Linked DNA regions of Pan troglodytes: region 1 is linked to region 2. The links are chromatin contacts, called in public HiChIP or PLAC-seq maps. All regions are on one chromosome and are shown on one strand. The core of a region is the stretch at or near the end of the contact, and the rest is flanking DNA. Distances in the headings are between cores, read along the strand shown. Region 1 holds the start of KCTD9 (potassium channel tetramerization domain containing 9). Region 2 holds the start of DOCK5 (dedicator of cytokinesis 5).

Region 1 (6,705 bases), core at 1,219-3,718, 280 kb before region 2:
AAATGAAAACAAAATGCATTATTACTATTCATATCATACACCCTCCTGTATCCTAGGTGACAGGTCAAAAAGTGACTCACACACACATTATTTTCTAGTATTGGCATCAAGCACGACTCTGACTTGGGAACATTATCATGCTGGGTGCCCTGCGATTCCGTGATCCCTGCTATGCTAAATGAACTCTGCATGTGCACAGAAGTCTCTCTGAAGAAGCAAGTTTGCAGAGTAGGCAATTTAGGTACCTAAAATATGACAGTACGTATAAACAAATAAAGCTGAGTTATATTAAAGTTATTTTTAAACTTGAAAAGCATTACAACAGAATGACAACTTTTCTTACCTGCGGAGTTCCTAACAAAGCTTTCAGGTGTAATTCCCAATTGCTCTACGGTTACTGTGGAAAAGTTCAAAGGTGATTTAAAAGTATCTGGTGTGCAAGGATTAGGAGGTAATTCCGCATGCTTCTGAGGAGTCACAATCTTCCCAGTTCCCAAAATGAAAGAGGCATTTCCTGAAACGGACGACATATTGTAGGGGTGAGGACAACTCTCTGTCTAAACCTTCAACTTCACAAGGAGACAGCAGATCATCACATACCAGCATTATTCATTGCAGACTCCTTGGTTTCAGGGGGCTTGTCTTTTGAATTGGCATCCATCTAAGAGGTGAAGAAAAACAATGAAAAATAACCCCACCAGCAAGATGAACGTGATTCGATCACGAACCTTATTCAGGACTGAATTGTAATACAGTCCATACTGGCATAGAAACACACGTCACAGGTTTCATTTTTTATTTTAATTTCTGTGGGTATACAGTAGATGTATAATTTATGGGGTACGTGAAATATTTTGATACAGGCATGCAATTCGTAATAATCAAATCAAAGTAAATGAGGTAGCCATTATCTCAAATATTTATCCTTTTTGTTATAAACAATCCAATTATACTTTGTCATGTTTAAATGCACAATTAAATTATGGACCGCCACCCTGTTGTGCTAGCAAATACTAGATCTTATTCATTCTATGTTTTTCTACCTATTAACCATCTCCACTTCCTTCCCATCCATCCCCAATACACTTCCCAGCCTGTGCTAACCATTCTTCTACTCTAAGCGCGTACTTTTAAAGCCAAATTAAACAGAAAGAAATGGAGAAAACTGCTGTTCAGGCACCAAAGCAGACCCCAAAGGATAAGCCATGGCTTTTCAACCGTAGCGAAAACCTGAATCATAAGGGTACCCCTCTCAAGACGCAGCTCTGTCCATTTCCAGAAATTCTCTCAACAGGTCCGGATGCACTCCTGGTCACCCAGAGCAGCTCCTGACAGGAGTACTAATTCTGTGCTGCAGGGTAAGCCGAACAAAGTGCCTAGAAATGCCCCGGAGAAACAGCCCCGTGGCAGCGCGGATGCAATCCTACCTCTCACGCCGCACCTGAAGGCCCGCCAGGCAGACAGGCTTACTCCCAGAGCCCCGTGGCAGGCGAGCGTCGCGTCGTACGCTCCTTCCAGACCCCGGCTCCTCTGTCCGGAAGGGCTCTCCTGGCAAAGCACCCGCAGCCGGGAGCCGCTCTTCGAACCCGGAGCCCGAGGTCCCGGCGGCTGACCTGGACTCACAGCCCGCGCTGATCCTGGCCTGCGCTCTGCCCGGCAGCCTCCTCCACCCGCCTCCTCCGCCCGCCGACCGATTCAAATCCCCGACCCCGCCCCTCGGTGCCGAATTTACTCTACGAATCACTCCGCCACCTCCCCCTTCTCCAGTCCGCGCACACTCCGAGCGCTCCCAGGCCTCTCCCTCGGCACTGGAGTGGCTTTCTGGGCTCGGAGAGGGACCACCGCGAGCTGCAGTCAACCCGAGGACTACAGACACCTGCCACTGCCTTGTGACCTCGGGGACTACTTTTCAGGAGAGTCTCGCGGAGTAACGCTTCTCTTAGCTCTTTAACTCCGCCTCCCACCTTTCTATTGGATGCTGCAAACTTCGAAAAGACTCATTCAACCAATCCTAACAGAGCGACGAGCTGGCTCTTACCCAATCAGTCCGTCCCTACCGCAGCCGTTTCCTAGCTGGGCCGGCTTGTGGGCGGGGCTAACGCTGGAGGAGGGGCTGACTGGTGCTTGGGTCCCTTTCAGCGCTCCACCTCCTTTCCCTAGACCCCGCCCTCGTATGCAGATAAGCGCTACCTAAACTAGAGGGTGCGCCTGCTCAGTAACGCTGGAAGCCGCCGTCCGGCTCCAGGAGCCTCTCTGATTGGCTGATGCCCCTTCCCGTCTACTAGCCTTCAGCGTCTCTTCCCTCCCTCCGTCCCGGCTAGGTTAGCCAGAGCCCGCCCGATACTGGGTGCTGATTGGCTGGACTCTGTCCGGTGACGCGGGTTGGTTGGTACGGCAGAGTGTCAGTCTCGGAGAGGTGGGGGAAGGGCCCCAGGCAGGCTGAGGAGCCTAGGGGCGGGGTGGGAAGGAGGACCGGCCGAACCCTGGGTGTGGGACAGAGTGCGTGCGTGTGGTGTGTCCCCAAGGACAGGAAGGTGGCGAAGGGAGGCGAATCCGAGTGGGTGGAGGGAGGGGAAGGGCGGGAGGAGAAAAAGGTGGGAGGAGGACCAGGTGGGAGGGTGGCGGCTCACTCAGGACCCAGCGGGGGCAGCGCGATGAGGCGGGTGACCCTGTTCCTGAACGGCAGCCCCAAGAACGGAAAGGTAACGGGGGCGTGAGGGGGCGCGGCGGGCCGGGGGTCGGGGCGAGGGCGGACGGTGCGGAACCGGCTGGCGGGGCAGCGGTGAAGTTGGGTAGAGGGGCTGGGAGGTGGGCGTGCGCGGGCTGGGGGCGCTCGGGGACAGCACAGGGTCCCCGCGGCCTCCTCCCGACCCTCAGGACCCCCGTGCCCGAGCCTGCCCTTCAGTGCCTCAGCTGCCTGGGGGCCGGCGCGGTTCGGCCCGGGGGCTCCGGGTCTCCCGGATGCGCGGTGCGGGGGGCGCGGGGACGGGGGCGCGGGGAGGGCCGCGGTCACCTGGGCGCCCGGGCGGTCGCGCCTCTTCCCGCTTCTCCCCGAGACCCCGCTCCCGCCTGCGGGAGGAGGCGCGCCGGCTCCGGTGCTGAGTAATGATCTGCTCGGAAAGTGGCGGCGAGCACCAGAGCCTGTGGAGATGGGTCAGGGAGACAGAAGTAAACTGCCCGTGGATAAACAAAATCTTCTCCCATCCGAGGTCGCAGACAGGATTTTTTAAATGGGGGCATTTTCTTGTTGATTTTTGCCCTCTTCTCTGAGATGCCTCAAGCCCCCACGCCCCGCCGCCGCCAAACTTCTCTGTACTCTTTTTATTATTTTGCCTTATTTTGATTCCCTAGAGGACGGGTACAGCAGACCCAAAAGGGATCGATTTGACAGTCGCCTTTGCTGTGTTAGGCCTTTGCGGAGGGTGTGGTGCTAAGTGTTCTTCCAGCGCTGGAGCAAGCCAAAACGAATTCTCTTCCTTCCCAGCCTTTTGCCCCACCCATGAAAGTTGTTCTGCTCCTTTGGGAAATTTTCACTGTTCGAGGCAGACATTTATTGCGTTGCTAAATGATACCTAGAAGTAACTCAGCCTTTACGAGTCTAAGGTAAAGGTAAATGGGTCTCGCTGTGTTGGTTGCCAAAATACTCTGCTGCCTGCACATTCGGGGAACACTGTAAATTTTCAAATAGTGAAATTGTCCAGTGGCATTAAAAATGGCTTTCCGATTATTCAGTGTAGAGTAAACATGCTCCGAAAATTCGAACCAGAGTGTGGTTTGTTGGCTATAATTTTACGTTCTTTTGGTCTTAGAGATTTAATACTCATTTAAAAACAGAATTGGTATAAATTCGAGTTCTTGAGTTATCATGAATGCTACCCCGAAAATATGTTCACGAAGTTTACATTTCTCATCACTATTAACTTTTTCTAAACCTGTTCTGTACTTAGCTACTACCTGTTATCTAAAACGTATGTTGTTACTCTAAGAAAGATTTAGTATGTTCAAAATTGGTAATATTTCTCAAAAACAAACTTCTGGTTGACCTTTTTAATGCAGTATCTCTGCTATGTTACTCATGGAAGACAAATATTTAAACCTAGTCATAAATATTTTTGCTCTAAATCTCTCCCAAATCCACTCAATTTGGTTGTCAAAAATTAACTGAGTTGGTCTTTCCATATTGTTGTTCACACGGATTTTTTTTTTTAAGCTATCTAGTTTTGACTAGATTAGATTCTTGGATTTAAATTTTATTTACTTTAAAAATATTCTGTTAGAGAATCTCAGAAGATTGGGGAAAATGCATCTCAAATAATTAAATATAAATATGTTTATGTTACAACGTAAAAATCCAAACTGGAGAGTACTAGATAAAAAGAAACAAAGCCATGATCTTCACTGCTCAGCTGATGAACATATTCTAAGACGTTGGCAGTGTTTTCTCTCCCTTCAGTTGATTAAAAAAATTTATAATTATTCTTATTTGACAAAAGAGCTGCATAATACATAACAGCTTGCATTTTTATATATAAAGTGACTAATTGGATTGGCATGATCATGACATGAATGTTCATTAAGAATAAGCTGGGAAAAGTGCTACTCAAATAGAATAGAATTTGATTTCCCATCCACCAGTTGGAATATCTGTACCACTTACTTTATCTCCTTTACCTCGCTTCTGCTTTTGTTTCCTGGTTATAAGAATAATCTCTGTTTTTTCAAGTAAGTTTCCCTCTCATAGCTTGTTTAGTAGTTACCAGACTGTGAGACTATGAAGCCTGGGGAAGGGCGTGGAGAGGCACAGAATTCTTCCAAGGTGCTGTGGTATATGCTCGCCAGGAATTGTCTGTGTATTGAATGAATGTAACTAGTGGTGGACGTATTTGACGTTGGAGAGAGGGCTATGCATTCTCTAAACTGTGGTTTCTGGAGTGAGATGACACACCACAGACAGTGTCCAAGACGATTTATTGGAGGTCAGGAAGAAATATACCTTTTGTTTATATCTTACACTTAAAAATATAAAATAATGTGAAAACTTGATTTTTCCGATCTAGAAAGACACAGGTGCCTCCAGTCACTGAACATTCAGCTGGTCTCAGGTCTCCTGTAAGAAGGGACGGCCTTCACATGTGAAAAGGTTAATAGTGTCTTCTTCACGGATTGGTTGTCATTGACATTGTGATATGGAAGCTTACAACTGGCACATTAAGATTTATATCTAGTTTTAACCAAATTAACCATCACCAAAATGCCAAGTGATCTTAAAGGATTACTTCAAAGAAACTGCAGCTTGAGACAGTATTAATTATGCAAGCACAAGTAAACAATGAGGAAATGGCAGAAGCTGCCACTTCTCCTAGTATGTATAAACCATGAGACTAAAAAAAAGAGTGGGTCTCTTTGGACCTGAGAAGTTGAAACAGTGCTGAGTTTTAAAGAAGAATATTTGAAGTCCTATTTATTAATTGCTATTAATAATCAGCCTCTCCCTAAGCGTATGTTATTCTTTGAAATATTAGCCATTGATAGGATGAGTCATCCTAGTTAGCAAGATATTTAGAAATACGTTCTAGGGCATGAAGACAAATGGCTTCAGATTTTTATCTTTTCTGATTTTTTTGGTGTTTGTTTTTTACTTTTATTTATTTATTTATTTATTTATTATTATTATTTTTTGAGACGGAGTTTTGCTCTTCCACCCAGGCTGGAGTGAAGTGGCGTGATCTCAGCTCACTGCAACCTCTGCCCCCCAGGTTCAAGCGATTCTCCTAACTCAGCCTCTTGCGTAGCTGGGATTACAGGGGCTTGCCACCATGCCCTGCTAATTTTTGTATTTTTAGTAGAGACGGTTTTCACCATGTTGGCCAGGCTGATCCTGAACTCTTGACCTCATGTGATCCACCTGCCTTGGCTTCCCAAAGTGCTAGGATTACAGGCGTGAGCCACCATGCCCGGCTTATTTTAATGTTTAAAGTCAATCCTGTATTTGGCAGAATTTCACTAAATTTAATGATAAATATTTAGGAGATTCTTAGTGGCTAATTCATAGTCTGAGTCACTGAAAGTCCTCATCATTTGGGAAAACATGTACTTTCTAACAGTGGAATGTAGTTCATAAATACATAAATATACAGATGTTTGAGTACATGCCCAAAAGTATGTTACCAATGGGGTGTGTGGTCAGAAACATTTGAAGGCCTTAGTTCTAATCACTGGAATCTTTGGTTTAAATTTTGAGGGGTTTTTTTTGGTTTGTTTTTTAAAACTGCTCCGAAAGAGTCAGTTATGTTGTACCTGTCATCCTTTTTCCATGTGCCTCAACATTTTCGTTATTCTTTTTAATATTCCCTGTAAGAGTTGGCATTAAGGAAATTGAAACGGGGACTTGCACATCTGAATGCAGTGTGTGGCTTCTGAGCAACTTAATGTCAGTGCAGAGTTTCTATACGTCTTGAACACAGAGTGCTTTTTTTACTTCAGAATATTCAATAATGAGCTGTGCAAGTCCTAGGCCTTTTGTATACTGATTAATTCATCATTCATTCATTCATTCATTCAGTGAACACTTAGTAAATGCCTTCTGAGTATGTGGCATCATGCCAAACATGGCAAACAGGGTAGGAAATACTTTCATTCTGTACCGTGTTTTCATTTTTGGTCCAAGAAATAACTTTTCTTCAGGTTTTGGTATTAGGTCAGAAA
Region 2 (6,482 bases), core at 2,207-4,706:
ACCCATATTGGGGTGAATGAGATGTTATGCCTAATGGGAAGAAAAAGAAGAGGAAAAAACTGCATTCAATTACCAGAGAAGCGAGGTTAGTGTACTTTAGAACGGCACCCCAACATCAAGGACAAGCAAACTGAATGCACTAATACCTGGTACACCTGTTGAGTGCTAGGAATACCAAACCACAATGGTCTGATTCACTGAACCCAAGGATGGCACAGTCCAGGAACTGCGAGGAAGAAGCAAGGAGGTTTGGGACAGTCTGACAAATAGCAAATTTGAAGAAGGGAGTAGGAATGGATTTGAGCCCTCAAGGAAAGGTGAGCTGTCTGAGGCAGAGTTGGGAGGGCACTCCTGGCAGGGACAAGCACAATGGGAGCAAAGTCCCAAAGGAGGGACTCTGCAGGGTATGTTGCACAACAGTGGGAAGGGCAGTTGGTCTGCATTGGAGAGCTAGTGAAAGAAGCCTTGAGAGATAATGCTGAAGATAGGCTGAACCAGATTATAGGAACCTTGGAACTGAGGCTCAGACTTTATCCTGTTGACCACGAGAAGCTTCCAAGCAGGGAGGTGACATAAACATAAGCAAGGAGGTGACAAAAACAACAATGAGTTTTAGGAATAAGCAATGGAGATTTCTCTCTTCAGTTAATTTATCCCAACTGTGGGTCCTTTTGTCAAACCCAGACAAACCAGAATCTATGTCTGGTGAAACAAGCGTTCAGAATTATATCCTGGAGCAGTTTCCCTAACACCTAGGCCCTGGAAATGCAATCCAAATATTTTACACACACACACACACACACAATTTCCACCCATATTTCCATATACCTATATATACACACACACACATATACGTATATATACATATATATGTATATACATATATGTGTGTGTATACATGTGTGTATATATACATATATATACTATATATATGTATATATAGTTTTTTTTTTTTGAGATCGGGTCTCACAGTATCACCCAGGCTGGAGTGCAGTGTCGTGATGGGGGCTCAGTGCACCCTCAACCTCCCAGGCTCAAGCTATCCTCCCACCTCAGCCTCCTCAGTAGCTAGAACCACAGGCACAGGCGACCATGCCCGGCTAAATTTTTTTCGTATTTATTGTAAAGACCCGTTTGCCATGTTGCTATGCTAGTTTTGAACTCTTGGGCTCAAGGAATCCTCCTGCCTCTGCCACCCAAATTGTTGGGATTACAGACGTGAGCCATCGCACCTGGCCCAAATATTTTTCTTGACCGATAAGTGACACAGTAAACTGACTCCAGAACATAAAAACAAAATATTAAAAACATATTATACTTGCTCCTAGGACTATGGCAATAAAAACCACATTTTTGAAACATGTTTGCATTAATTACCCTCAACTGAATAGTTTTGCAAAGAGGTTTTAATCCTGATAAAATTAGAGTTGATAACATTTCTGTAGTTATTAGGCATTGTAAATATGCTTTCATCTAGGGGCCAGGTGAGGTGGCTCATGACTGTAATCCCAACACTTTGGGAGGCAGAGGCAGGCGGATCACCTGAGGTCGGGAGTTTGAGACCAGCCCGGCCCAGATGGTGAAACCTGGTTTCTACTAAAAATACAAAAATTAGTCAGGTGTAGTGATGCAAGCCCGTAATCCCAGCTACTAGGGGAGGGGGGCTGAGACAGGAGAATTGCTGGAACCCAGAGGTGGAGGTTGCAGTGAGCCGAGATTGCGCCACTGCACTCCGGCCTGGGCGACAGAGTGAGACTCCCTCGTCAGTCCGTCTCAAAAACAAACAAACCAAAAAAAAAAAAAAAAAAGAGCCCTGAGGCAGAAGCAACATCTCTACCCATTTCTGAGATGCAGCTAAGGGAGAGACTAAGATTCTAAAAGCAACTTAAGAGCAAAAAAGAAAATGTCTTTTGAATTGAGGGAAAACAAAGAATAATAAATATATAAAGGATCACAACCTAAGAATAATATAGTAAATATGAGACTATTAAAAAACAAAACAAACAACAACAAAAAACCCTGACTCCTGGCTACAGAGTTGAAAAGCCCCTAGACACGTTGAGTAGCTCTTAATTGAGACTGCACTTCATTAACCAGTGAGGTGAGGAAAAACAGGACCTCAGTAAGCGAGTAAAGTCAAAGACTAAATTACAAACAGGCCAAATGAATGGATCTGAGAGGAAGTGATAAAATTCGCAACACACTCAGCCGTGTTTATTGTAGGGAATCACCCCAGGTCTAACTGCCATTGTAATCACCCCGTTCAGGGCAGAAGTCTTCCCACAGGCCCTCAATAACCTCAATCCTTGATAAAAAGCCAAAGGAGCCTGACTTTCCACCTGGGTCAAAATCCCCGCACATCTATTGTTTCGGAGCCAAAGCACCACCACCAGCAACCCCTGCGCACAACCCGGGGCTCTCCAGCACCGCTGTTCTGAATGCCAAGTGCCCAGCACGGGGTCTGGCACCGTTTCCTTAATAAAATGTCCTCTTCTCGTCTCCAGGATGAAACTCAGGATCCGGAAGGCAGCCTTACACCCTCTCCAGACAGGCTCCGTTAGGGGATGAGTGCGCACAAACAGCCCCAGGGGCCAGCCACCCCCTTCCCGTGCCACAACTTCCTGTCCCTTCCATCACTTCCACGCCACGACTCTAGTTTCCATCCAGCTCACAACTGTCATCAAGATCCCAGTCTCTGGAGGAAAGGGGGCAGGGCGGCTTTCCACCCTCAACTCCTCACTTAAGGGGCGTCTGAGAAGAACCTACGAAAGGAGGGGGGGAGCAGAAAGCACTGGGACAATGAGCACCAGTCCATGGGCCGACCCGGGCTGGTCACCTACTCCCAGGTGAAACCCACGCTGGGCGCACGGGGGCGAGCTACAGAGCTGCGGCCCCAAAAGAGCAGCAGGCGCGCCCCCCTCGCGTTGACATTTCCCCGGTGTGAAGTGCCGGAGATTGGGATGCAAGAGCGGGATTACGGTCCCGAAGCTCAGCTGCACTTGGAAGCACTCGGAGTCCCCAAACCCTGGGCGACTTCCCCACCGGCGCTACCGCCCCCGGCTCCCAGAGCTGCGCAGCCGGGCCGAGCCCCCGGCCAGGGTCCTCCGCCGGGCTCTGCGCAAACCTGGCAGGGCCGCTGTCCGCGAACTTGGCCGCGTGGGTCGGGCCGGGACAAGGTGGGGCGCGCACTCACCAACCCCGTACTTCTGCCTCTTGGTCGGGATCCAGCGGGCCATGGCGGCGACCTCGCCCCGCGGCGGCGGCGACTAAGGCTGCTACAGCTCCTCGGGCTCCGGCCGCCGCCGCGCCGCGCTCCTGCGTGCCCCAGACGCTTCCGCCATGTTCCGCCAAACTTCGCTGGACTCCGCGGGCCGCCTCCTCGCCGCGCCGCCCGCGCCCGTGCCCGTGCCCGCGCCGCCCGCGGTCACCTGCTGGGCCGGGCGGCAGCGCAGCAGTGCGCGCCCCTCCCGGCGCCGCCCCAGCCCCTCCCGCCGGCCGCGCCCTCCGCCCGCCGGGGCCGCCTCCGAGCCGCGGGCGCCCGGCTTCTCCCGCCCGCGCCGCTCTCTGCGCTCTGCCGGGCGGGGGCCGACTGCGGCTCCGCCTCGCGCGCTTCCCTGGAGCGGCTTCCCGGGCCGGCGGGACTTTGACGCTGGCGGCACTTTGCCTTTCTCCCGCCCTCCCCACCCGGCTGATACCCCGGAGGCTGGGTCCCGGGGGTCCGGCTCCCGACAGAGGGCTGCGCTGGAGGAGCCGGGCACGCCGAGGCCGGGCGGCCGGTGGGCGAGGGATGCAGGCTGCGCTCCCACGGCGCGCACCGGACCCTTGGGGAGCGGAAACGGATCAGCGAGAGCGGCTTCTTGCTCGGGGCACCTCCGGTGCCTGGCACTAAGCGGGTGCGCAATAAATATTTGTTGAATGAATGAGCAGTTGACTTCTGCCTTCACCCCCTGGAGCTTGAACCCGTGCCGCGAGCGCGAGAAGCCGGACTCAGGGCAGACTGAATCTCCCGGGGCCACCGCTTAGAGCCTGGAAAGCAGAACTTTTATCACCGGAGAGCTGGTGCAAGGGAGGTGGGGTCCTCAGAAGTATCAGACCGTTTGCTAGGGGATCCTCTGCAGGGAAATTGTTTAGAAAGCCCTAATTTGGAAGTCCTGTATCCCCAAACTCCGGGGACCCCCCAACCTTAAGCTGAAGAAACTTAGACCCTCATGCCCAGACCTCCCTTTCCCAACCAGCCAGCAGCCCAGAGAGCATTCCCGTGGAGAAGGGAACAAGGCGCATCCCCGTCTTTTCTCCGTCGACGGCTGCCTTTTCTTGACGAAGATCCCAAAGGGGCTGCGCATTTGAACCGCCTTGGGCTCCAGGTGGCGCCCTCTCTAGAGCTCCCCTCTTGGAATTCATTTCTTCCTGGAGAGACTTGGAGAATGAAGATCCAGGGGTTTCTCGCTACCTTGTACCGAGAAGTAACATTGCAAGTAGAGTAAATGACCAGCTTAATTACGTTCACCTTCGAAGAAGATTCCTCTAGAGAGAAATTATATCCTCCTTGCAGTCTGTGAAGGTTTTCATGCTTTTTAGGAATATAAAAGAAAGGAAGACAAACATGTAGTAAAGATAGTAAAGGTAGTTGGCCGGGCGCGGTGGGCTCATGCCTGTAATCTCAGCACTTTGGGAGGCCGAGGCGGGTGGATCACCTGAGGTCAGGAGTTCCAGACCAGCCTGGCCAACATGGTGAAACCCCTTCTCTACTAAAATACAAAAGTTAGCCAGACGTGCTGGTGTGCTCCTGTAATCCCAGCTACCCAGGAGGCTGAGGCAGGAGAATCGCTGGAACCCGGGAGGCAGAGGCTATAAGTGAGCCGAGATCGCGCCACTGCACTCCAGCCTGGGCAACAGGGCAAAACTCCGTCTCAAAAAAAAAAAAAAAAAAGACAGTAAAGATAGATAGGCAAACAAGGTAACAAGATAGTAAAGTTTCATTGGAGAATTAGTGCATTTTAACTTTGGTGGTTTTTTACCAAACGAGGTCTGAAATTTTTTTTAAGTCCTATTCACGGTGGGTAACTACTAGAGCTGGCTTTTTTTTTTTCTCCATCAACCAATAGGTATTTATTCACAATGTTTAACAATAATGTAAGAAATTCCTCTGTCACTTTAGACTTGACATCCAGAAAGAATTCCACCATCTTCCCTAAAATAGTTTATCTTCCTCCATTAGTATATCATGATTCTAATTTCCCAGGTTAGGTAACTTCTTCCTTCTTCACACACATATTAAATGCCTACACATTAAGTGCCAGGCATCACTCTAAGAATGAGGGTGCAGCGGTGAATACAGTAAAATGTGTCCCTTCACAGAGCTTCTAGTCTAGACGGGGAGAGTAAGACAGTAAAGAAATGTACACCAAACGAGAGTAAACATTAGAGAAAAATCCGAAGCAGGGAGGATAGGGCGTGTAGGGTGCTGCTGTTTTTATGGAGTGGTCTGGGAATGCAGCTCTGCTAAGCTGAGGCTGAGGTGTAGACCTGAAGGAAGTGAAGATTCCGGGAGAAAGTATTCTGGAAAAGAGGAACAGCAAAGGCAAAGGACACCAAGCGTGTTTGGCAGGTTCCCAGGTCACCCAGAGATCCTAGGTAATGAGAGCTGAGTAACAGGTGAGAGGAAACTTGGTCTAAGAGGCAGAGGAATGCCGGATAGAGCAGAACCCTGGCAGGCATATGGACTTTATATATTACTACTACAAGAGAGGTTTGGAGGGCTTCGAGCCAACCTGGAACATATTAAACTTGCCTGCTGTGGTATGAATCCATTGTAAAGGGGCAAGGGAGGCCCACATGGATGGATGTGGGGAGGCTATTTCAGTCATTCAGGCAAGACATGAAGGTAGTTGGGTCCAGGAGGATAAGGATGGAGGTGAAAAAGATGTTGGGTTCTTGACATATGTGAAAATAGAACCTGGCCAGATGTGGTGGCTCACACCTGTAATCCCAGCATTTTGGGAGGCTGAGGTGGGAGGATTGCTTAAGATCAGGAGTTCAAAATCAGCCTGGACAACATAGTGAGACCCTCCTCTACTATATATATATCCTGGGCATGGTGGCTGTGCCTGTGGCCCTATCTACTCAGGAGACTGAGGTGGGAGGATTGCTTGAGCCCAGGAGGTCGAGGCTAGCAGTGAGCTATGATTGCATCACAGCATGAAAAAGAACCAACAGAAGGGCCACATGAACGGCAGGGGGATCTACTACTGTGAGGCTTCTAATGCTCTCAGTATGGTTCAATCTTTTTTGGAAAGTTTTCCCCCAGAAAGAGATATGCTTGTATTTTTCTTTTTTTTTTAAAGAGCCCTACCCGTATCGTACACCCTTCAGGCCCCACACACCTTGGTTCTTGTCCCTGCATGTGAGATACAAGCTGGGTCAAGAATGACTCTAAAGCCAGCTAGGTCGCACGTGCCTGTAGTCCCAGCTGCTAGGGAGGC

The links. HiChIP or PLAC-seq counts read pairs in DNA pulled down with a chosen protein or histone mark.
Region 1: an H3K4me3 HiChIP or PLAC-seq map of stem cell-derived excitatory neurons shows a contact between it and region 2, with 4 times the contacts expected there. The contact joins the promoter of KCTD9 here to the promoter of DOCK5 in region 2. A contact is called at or near these places in 1 of 7 Hi-C or Micro-C datasets (stem cell-derived neural progenitor cells) and 1 of 1 datasets of contacts at active chromatin or transcription factors (stem cell-derived excitatory neurons).

What each region holds. Positions count from the first base shown.
Region 1 is chr7:33,815,102-33,821,806 of NHGRI_mPanTro3-v2.0_pri, reverse strand. It overlaps KCTD9 (potassium channel tetramerization domain containing 9), which reads left to right and starts at 2,468. Exons shown (of 12, transcript XM_001161064.8): 1 at 2,468-2,702. The coding sequence starts at 2,655. It overlaps CDCA2 (cell division cycle associated 2), which reads right to left and starts at 2,521. Exons shown (of 15, transcript XM_009455055.5): 1 at 1,428-2,521; 2 at 601-661; 3 at 344-514. The coding sequence starts at 661.
Region 2 is chr7:33,540,715-33,547,196 of NHGRI_mPanTro3-v2.0_pri, reverse strand. DOCK5 (dedicator of cytokinesis 5) reads right to left here and starts at 3,456. Exons shown (of 52, transcript XM_519666.8): 1 at 3,194-3,456. The coding sequence starts at 3,236.